2 separate regions of the Mus musculus genome follow, and region 2 is linked to region 1. The links are chromatin contacts, called in public promoter capture Hi-C maps. All regions are on one chromosome and are shown on one strand. The core of a region is the stretch at or near the end of the contact, and the rest is flanking DNA. Distances in the headings are between cores, read along the strand shown. Region 1 holds the start of Cep55 (centrosomal protein 55). Region 2 holds the start of Lgi1 (leucine-rich repeat LGI family, member 1).

Region 1 (4,627 bases), core at 513-3,012:
CATCTGCTAATAGTACTAGATGAGAGTTTAGAAGCAAATGTAGAATACAAACTCTAGGCAGGCAGATGTGTAGTAAAATACACTGTATATATAAATAATGTAAAAAATAGCTCTCCATTAAGAGATTTAATAAAACCATTTTTCTCATATGTCCTGAGATAAAAATGAAGGCAAGGTGATCATGGAATTGAAAGGAAGATAAGACCTTCCTTCATTCAACTGTTACTACAAAGCTATGGTGATACAGGCTAATAATCCTAGCACTCAGGAAGTAGAGGCAGGATGGGCAGGAGTTCACGGCCAGCCTCATTTGCATAGACTGAAGGCAGCCTAGCTGCACAAAACTGTTTAAACAAATCACAGACTATTACTACAAAGCCTTTTTACCAGGTAACCTAATCGGGACTGGATATAAGCTGGCTAAAGCAACAGAAAGAAGAAGAAACAACATAGAGTCTCGGATGCTAGGAAGCTTTCAGAACAGTGTAGCAGGCAACAGCAATACAACAAAAGAAAAGGAGATTCACATATTCTTAAACTGTAATTAATACTAATAGTCATAAAAGCTACCACTACAAGAAAATCTACTTAGGGCGGTGAGTGTGAGGTTGTCCTGTATAAAATCAGCCTAAAAATAATAGAACTGCATAAACAAACTTGAACGAAATCTGTATTAATGCATTCAACCTGGTTTTGCCCACTATCTTGACAAATACCAAGTAAAATTGCTAGTACAATCTGCCGAGGCAAATGCACAGTTAACGTGTTTTAGGAACCTGCTACCACAAACGTTTCTCCCTGGGCTTCTGCTGACGTCAGAAGGAGGACTTAACAGTTTGAAAATACCCTCAGGACATTTGCATCCTAACTTTTGGAGAGGATTCCTAAAAACTTAGTGTTCTTGACTCTTGTCTAGGCTGACCCAGCACACACTCCTCCTCATCTCAATCCTGCTCTCACCTAGTCTTTCCTTTCCCAGTATTTTCTATTCCAATCGATCATAAAGTTCTTTTTTTTTTTTTTTTAAAGTTCTTCTACTCGGGAACGTCCCTACCCAGTCCTAGTGGAATCTCCTTCAGGATGTGCTCTCTTAAATTTAATATGGGACACAGAACTCACCATACATACACAAGCTAGCAGTCAGTACTATCTGCTCACAACATTTTCTTTTTCAATCAACAACTGTTCAAAAGAACTGTGTTTTGATTTTTTTTTGGGGGGGGGGGCATACAAGAGCTTAAAGGCAGCTGCTTGGAAATCTCTGACTCGACTGAAGGGACCTAAGTCATTCTGGTCAGGAGTCTAAAGAAGCATTTCCGTTCAGTAAATCTCCCAAATCTACGAGGGGTCAGGAAAGAGGCAGGAAAATAAAAAACTGCAAAGAGAAGCGCTTGCTAAGCAAAGGCTGACCGCACTGGAGACCTGAGAGACCTGGCTCAGGTCACTGGCCTCGCGGTAACCTCTCTGTTAAGAAAGTGATAATACCGCCAAGTTCAAAGGAGCCGAAAGGATGGCCTGCGGGCCGGCGGTCGACAGGAACGCAGCGCGGGGTCTCTCAGGGAGCCAGCATGTGTTCCAGCGATTCCAGCCAGGGGAGACGGAGTCCTGCGGCGTGATCTGCTCACCAGCGCTCCTCCCGGGAGGTCTAGTCCTGCCCAGGGGCTAACGAGCCCCGGCTGTCCTCCCCTCCCTCCCCGGCCGAGGCCGGGACCACTCACTACCTGAGACAAACACAGCGCTCGCGTCGCCGCCGCAGACCACTTATCAACCAGGACACCGCTTCCGGGAGTTTGAATCCCGCGGCTGTAGGGCGGGTCACGTCACTGCCGGCTTGGCGAAGGGCGGGGTCTGCAATCAGAGGACGGGCGGGAGAGGGCGGGGTCTGCAATCTGAGGAAAGGCGGGAGAGGGCGGGGCCTGCAATCTGAGTGAAGGCTGGAATCTGAGGATGGAGGAGAGAGGGAGGGCCCAGGAGCCTGAGGGCGGGGCAAAGGCGGAGTCTAGAGCCAGAGGAGGGGCGGGGCAAGGTCTGGAACCCGACGGCAGGCGGGGCGAAGACCGGCTCTGGAATCAGAGGGAGGGGATCGAAACTAGCCGGGCAGACGGGTAGGGGCAGAGTGGGGAAGGTAAGGGCGAGCAAGACATAGAGCCTGACGGGAGCTACAATCCGTGCCGGCCGGGTCAGAGAAGGACCTTGTGAAGATAGAGGGTGTCTGTGGAAACGTGGTGTGAAATGAGGCGGGTGTGATGGTGTGGGTGTGGGTGTGGGTGTGCGGGAGTGTGGGCGTGGTGGAGGCGGAGCCAAGGACAGAGTCGGAGGACCAGTTCAATCTGGGCCTGCTTGCTTTTCTCTGTGTGTTCGGACCCTGCTGTTATCCATAGGACAAGCTCTGTGACCCTCGCCTGGGACTGACTGGTCTATGTTCTTTGGGAACCAATTTCTCTTTGTGAGGTAGAGCACAACCTCCTAGTCTTCCGGGCGGGCCACTCATTTACCCTGTCAAACTCAGGGGCGGAGCAATGGGGAACGAAGCTGTAGGGAGCTGATAAACTCCCAGTTTGAAAACCGAGATTGTGAGCCCCAGCAGCGATTCCAGATTGCTGCCCTACAGGCAGATGTGTCTTTATTGGTCTTTATCGGTCACATCAGGGTCTTGATTAGCGTCTTGAGAACTTGAAGCAAACAATTGCTTATGGCGTGTCGTTCTTAGACTTAGCCTAGGCATACCAGAAGTTTACAGCGAAAAAAATCAGTAGCAAAGCATCCTATGAAGGTAATGTATGTAGTACAAGGGTTAAAATCCTGAATGCCTCTTAATAGATGTGTGGCCTTGAGAACATTTCACTTCCTTGAGCCTCAGTTTCCTGATCTATACCAGGATGCAGATAACCATCTGGTAGTGTGGCTGCGAGGGCTAGAGTTTAACAAATGTAGTTAGGCACTGTTAAGTAAAAGACAACAAATCCATTTGTTACTGAATCTAGTGGATGAGAAACCATGTAAGGAATTTCAGTTTGTTTTATTTGTTTAAAGCAGGAAGATGGCAATCCAAGATACTGGAATTCTCTATTTACACAGTCCTCCCGCCTGAAGTATGAACGGAGAAACAGATGGAGAAAGGAATAGTCTTATTAACCACAAGGTGGCACACTAGAAGGCGGCAAGCAGGCTTTTGCGTTTCAATGTCCATCTTTCCCTTTTGCCCTGTTTTTCAGGGCATGTGGGTGTTTTTTGGGGTATGTGGGCCCCAAACAGGTGGAGCCTGGGTGACCCCGTGTTCCAAAGAGCAGCCTGTTCTGGTGTCCTGGTTCTGCACATCTTACCTTCTTTATGTAGAGCCGTGAGGTGTTCAGTTCAACACTTTTGTGTTGATTAAAATTAAAATGTCTGGTTATTGCTGAGGTCAGCTTTTCTGGCAAGCATCAACTCCAGGAAATTGACCTCTCATAACCTGAGACAAGGGAGGAAGGGGAGGGACTATGTTTTTAGCTAACTTCAATGAGCAGGTGTTCGACAAAAGGTAAATTTCAGTGGGCAGCTAATTCTGGAGAGTGCAGTATGGAATATGCAGAAATGGGGGTATTATGCATGTTTTTATTCCCAAGAAGCAGTTTTGGCTTTCTTCTTATTTGTGTGTTAAAGTGTCATATGGGAGTGATTAGGGGTGGGAGAAAGTTTGTCAACATGAAGTCAGGATGTGAATATTCACTGCCCAGACTATATAAGAAGCAAAATTGGAATCAAGTAGGAGGATCTTATATGCATGCACGATCTCCAACACACACACACACACACACACACACACACACACACACACACACACACACACACACACCAGGGGCAGGGGAGGGTTCCTTAAATAGTAGAGCACAGAGGAAGGGTAGGGAAGTTCACTGCAGTTCTACATCTGCCCTCCAGAACCTTGGTTCTTGTGGAAGCTGCAATGAATAAGGACTAGTAAGGGAGAGGCATAGCCAGGAGGTTCACTGGGAGGCTTGGATTATTTGTAAAAGCCAATGTTGGATCTAGACGTCAGTGTTTGCTCTTTATAGACAGGCACAGTCGTGAAGCTTCAAGCTGCTAGCTGTTTCGATAGCATCTCATGGAGATCTCATTGTCCAGGTGATACTGACAGTTCACTCAGGGATATTCTAGGGTGAGGATTCAAGACTCGTCTTTATTCATGTAAGGAGAAAAACGGGAATGTCTTTATCTTAGCAGGAGAGCTCATTTTCTCCTTAGGAAACAGTGTCAATGGTTTTTAGACTTACTAATTGGAAACCAGGAGGCTGGTGTGATCTAAAGAGTTCTAGCTTCCAAGGGGCCTTTCATGAGTCCACAGGACCCTGCCTGCTAATAGACCTGCATGGCTAATAGAACATTCTGCCATGACGGAAAACTTCCTCTGTTCTGTCCAGTATGGCAGCGCTGGCCACATTTGACTGATGTCTGCTTGAACTGTGGCTGCTGTGAGTGAGAAACTGAGCTCTAAGTTGTACTTAATTTTGCTTTTGAACAGACAGCTAGTTCTGTTAGTAGAAAAACTGTAAGTATATTTGAAAAACTTGGGTAGAGGAGCTCTTGAGAGGGTTCAGTTAGTAAAGGCTCAGGCCACCAAGTCTGACTG
Region 2 (4,699 bases), core at 1,765-4,264, 210 kb before region 1:
GGCTATTTAAAACCAGGCTCTTGGCTTCCCTCTGTGATTCTAAATACGTGAAATCCCACTGCCCTACAGCAGCCGGGGACTATTTCTATGACATTGCCTGGCACCTGTGCTCAGAGTGGCTGAGTCTACCCAACAGAAAGAAAGTAGAGTACAGGCCAGGTTTCCAGCGTCTAGCCAATGTCCACCTTGTGTCAGATCGAGAGAGCACTGGGGGACTGAGAGGTCTTGAAAGTTAAGGATTCATTGGACTATCCCAGTTGCCTTAGCACATTTTTTTTAAAAAGCGCATTTTAAACAAGCCATTTATATGACCAATAAATAGTGTAAGCAAAACTGATCGTTTTCTCAGGATCAGCACAGTCTGTAGAAGGAGCCCAGATTTATAGACATTGCCCCTTTCTGAATTATAAAACCTGTTTAAACATGTTTTTTTCTTTGACATGTTAACACTTCCTGTAATCAAACGGATAAATAAACCCTTAGGAACTCTGTACTTAATTGCAATCAACCAAAAGCCTTAGGCAGGAAAGGACAGTAAGAAACCTTGTTACATAATGTCAAAACACCTGATCAAGTTTGTAACGGCAATCAAACAGTCAAGCCAGTTGTAGGATTTCTGACAGACCACAGAATATATTAAGTAACTTTTAGCATTTTATCTTGATGTAGAAAAATTAAAGCTACAGCCTTTATAAAAACATGTAAGACTTTGCCAAGGCCAGTACCCCCACATCTTGGGCTTGATCTAAAGCTGCTTGTAGTGATTCACACCTTTGATCTCCGCAGTGGGGAGGAAAAGGGGAGAACATCAGAAGCTGAAGACCAGCAGAGCTCTTGGCAAGGTCAGTCAGCGTGAACTATGTGAGACCCTTTTTTTTAAAAAAATTAATACTTAAATTTTTATTTCTCTCTGATCACAACACTTCAAAAATATGTCTTATCATTTCCATTTTGTAGATAAGGAAGCTGAGGGGAGAAGAGGGAGAGGGAGAGCTGGTCTGAACAAGACCACATGGCAACATTCCAGTGATTAGTGTGATGAGATTAGTGGGGTGAGATTCGAACACAGGACTCTTCAACTTCAAATGCACAGTGTTTGCCCATGCATAAACACAATGGCTAAGCATGGATGGCAAGGAAACAAATATAAATCTAGAAAGCAAATAAATTAAAAGCTTGGATCTTAATCACACAGTTAAGTAAGATATCTCAAATTCAGCATATGGACAGTCGACTGTGTCTGTTTTGGAAGTGTCTGTCTGCTAATCTATGATTGATGCTGGAGCACCAGAGACCCCTTGACTCTCATGTGATACCCATGAAGAACTAGGCTCCAGTTGCCAAACATTATTCATCAGAACAAATTATACATATTTCATTATCCCTGTAAAGAGGTCTGATTTCCTAGTCCAGTGCTATTTTTGAATATTTTTCAGGCATGGACTGAATATGTGGCTCCCTTGTGGCCATCTCAAAACATAGAACAAGGAGTATTTGCTGTATTAATATCATCTTTTCCTTGCTGTGAGGGGACTAGTTATAAATTAGAAAGCAGCCTCTTGAGAATTCGTATTTTAAGAAATTACCTAGAAAGAACCAAGGGTGTTTTTTTTCCTCTCTCTTTTTCTCCCCACATGGTAAATCATACAGAGACATAGTCTGCCCCAGATCCCCAAGAGACAACATCTTGAGTGCATATGTGATGCTGGGCTCTGAATTGACAAACCCAAGAACTCCAGCGCAAAATAACCGAAGTTCCCCAAGTTAAAAATGAAAGTAAGATCATCAAAATTAGTATTCTTGTTGCATCGTCCCAACAACTTCACAAATAGCCATTAAGCTAGACAGCATCACAGGTAATTGAATTTAAAGAATCAACTTTTATGGTGGATGTGAAGTTACAAATAACCCATCTATCTCCCGCTTTACCCATGTTCTCGCCCCTTTCAGAAGCATCATCACATTCAACAGAAACAATATTAAGCTCGTTTTACTAGAAGGCTTATCCGAATACATGCCATATTAAAAATAGTCATTATATAAATGTTTCTCACAAGAGCTGCAGCGATGGTGTGAATAAGAAACTCCCTTCTGAGATTTCAGTAAAACCAGATCTCACAAAGGATCTGAAAGAAAACAAAACACACACACACACAAAACAAACAGACACACACACAAAGAGACACACACAGAGAATAGATCTTATGTTAATCCAATTTACCATAACAGTTGCTATATTCCCCCACTATTTTATAAAGTACGATTCTGTCCCTTCCTAGAGGAAGCGAGAGAGAGAGAGAGAGAGAGAGAGAGAGAGAGAGAGAGAGAGAGAGAGAGAGAGAGAGAAAGAGAAGCCTGCTCCAGGTGCCTCCGGATAATGTCCAGGGTGGGGGCTAACTAAGCATGATCACTAGCAGCTTATCAAAAAATCACAAATTTTAAATGCAGGAAAATGTTAGTGCTGTCAAATGGTCAGGCATGCAAGAGGAATCTGTCTCACGAGCTCCATGCCCCTCTCAGAATACATACAAACCCCCAAATCCACCAGCTGGATTTTTTCTTTTAAATTGTAAATTAGATATCAAAATGCTTACGGGCCTTACAGTGAGATAACATCAGGAGGAACGGTGCGTGGAATGGATCTCGCATTCTCACATAAAGCGTTATCTTTGCTACAAGTACACACGGCAGGGCATTTTGGCTTCGCTGGTTTCTTCCCCTCAGTCAGCAAAACCACAGAAAAGAGGCATAGGAAATAGGCAATTCTTTTCAGGGGAATGCAGGCATTTCCCATCCTTCTGCTGCTTTCTGATTCCATGCAGTCGAGAGAATATCCCCACACATGAACAGGGCTTCTGGAATTCAGCTGCTGATTGTCTTGCTCTAAGAACAGGTCACATAGGAGTCCACCCTTCTCTGCTTCTCTATCTGCTTTTTTTTTTTTTTTTTTTTTTTTCAAAACAGGGACCTCCAGCTGATTCGTGAGCTGTTCCTCGCTCAGGCAGCGCACTGCTGGGGGAAGAGACCTGTGAGGTGCTGCGAGGTGGGAGCGAGCCAACTGCTGGAGGAAGAGAGCCGACTCACTTCACAGAAAACACTGAGCACAGACCAGTCTTCGAAGGCAAGCGAAGTGATGTAACAGAAAATAAACAGCTTTCTGCTTTCACCGGGAGGCCCTTTAATTGTTACCAAAAATAGGACGGCATTATGTCTTATTAGTGGGTGGGTGGGCGGGCGGGCGGTGGGGCATAGCATCTTAGCATAGGATGTGGGCAATCTCGGGAACCTCTGGGAATTTGCTCTTCATGTAGCAAACAGCCTAGTAAGAAAAACTAGCTTGGGGGACAGTCTTGGCTGGGAAGAGGAAGTTAAATGAAGCTGTCTGCTGTTAAATCCGTGCCTTCCCTGGCAGAGCCCACCTGGTTGATGCCACCGTTGAATGAAAAACCCGTGAACACACGGAGACTGTCAATTTCAGGGGAATACAGTGTGACTGAATACTTCTCTGACACTTATCAACTATTACAAATTATTGATTTTCATAATCCCCCACCACCTTGCACAGCCCACTCCTCCCTCCACGACAGGGAGGCGACAGAATGGTAAGCCGCCCCTGTGTATAATCCAGTCTCCTCCCTTCTTGCTCTCCCTTCTTTGGCAGTGTTCCTTCTAAAAGGCTGGAACGTACTCCCTGCCAGCAGGAGGCAGCCAACTCCAGCTTCCTGGGGCTTTGAAACTGGGTCTGGCTCACCCAGCAGGCTGCAATAAAGTGAAGTGCTAGAGTAAGCTAGAGACCCCACTTGGAGATCCCAGGTCATCTGGAAAGAGCGGATTTTTACAGACAAGGGAGCTATCCTGCCTGTAGAGTGGGGACATTAGGGATGATAGAGACGATAGGACAGATGGTCTCCTCATGACTGTGGGAACCAAATAAAAATCACAGGCTCTTATTGGCATATATCATAGGGAAGAAGAAGACACTCTCTTGGAAAGGGAAGTTTGTTTAAGGACAAAATCAAAATAGTGTGACCTTGGCTGTGAGGTTGTCCAGCCCCAGAGAGTGAAAATATCCTTAGGACAGTAGAAAAGAATGTCCTTTGACCAAGCTGATGGCGGCCATCCCTCATGGTGGCATAGCCACTCTGGTAAGTCAAGCACGGTCCTTCCTTTTCTTGCTTTTAAAAATTGAACGTATAAAATGAATTGTTCGAGTACCCGTGCCTTTATGAGACAAAGCCACCCTTATCAGAGGTCTTTGCCTTGCCATTCTCCCCCCCCCCCCCCCGCCCCTTGTAGCTGACCCTAGGCCAACTTCAGTGAACTCCTTTTGTTTGTTGGCTTAAAAAAAAAAAAAAAAAAAGAGCCTTGCTGTCTGTCTATGTAGCCTGTGATGATCTTAGGTTTTGTTCTTTCTGCCTCAGCCTCCAAAGTTGTGGGATTACAGGTAGGTGTTACAACTGACTCCGGGCTCAATGGCTCCTTTAACTCTATTGGCTTTGTGAGAGGAGGGCAGTGTTAGTCATGTTCACACTCTTATTGGATTGCTGGGATGAGGATGATGATGGTGGTGGTGATAATGTTGATTCGAGAGGATTAAAAGCTTCATGGAAGTGGAAACTGCTGCAAACCAGGGCCAGCATTCACTGTGTACAAGGTGGGGGTATCCAACGTGCCTGTAGGAGCTCGTTGGACAATGCAT

The links. Promoter capture Hi-C pulls out the DNA fragments that hold promoters and counts their contacts.
Region 2: a contact with region 1 is called in a promoter capture Hi-C map of the C10 cell line. A contact is called at or near these places in 7 of 39 promoter capture datasets (the 3T3-L1 cell line, 3T3-L1-derived adipocytes, the C10 cell line and 4 more) and 2 of 130 datasets of targeted methods (embryonic limb bud and forebrain).

The regions. Positions count from the first base shown.
Region 1 is chr19:38,052,176-38,056,802 of GRCm38.p6, reverse strand. Cep55 (centrosomal protein 55) reads right to left here and starts at 1,762. Exons shown (of 10, transcript NM_001164362.2): 1 at 1,486-1,762.
Region 2 is chr19:38,263,002-38,267,700 of GRCm38.p6, reverse strand. It overlaps Lgi1 (leucine-rich repeat LGI family, member 1), which reads right to left and starts at 3,014. Exons shown (of 8, transcript NM_020278.3): 1 at 2,604-3,014; 2 at 2,055-2,126. The coding sequence starts at 2,818. Gm32771 (a long non-coding RNA gene) reads left to right here. Exons shown (of 6, transcript XR_003952844.1): 5 at 787-842; 6 at 2,965-3,167.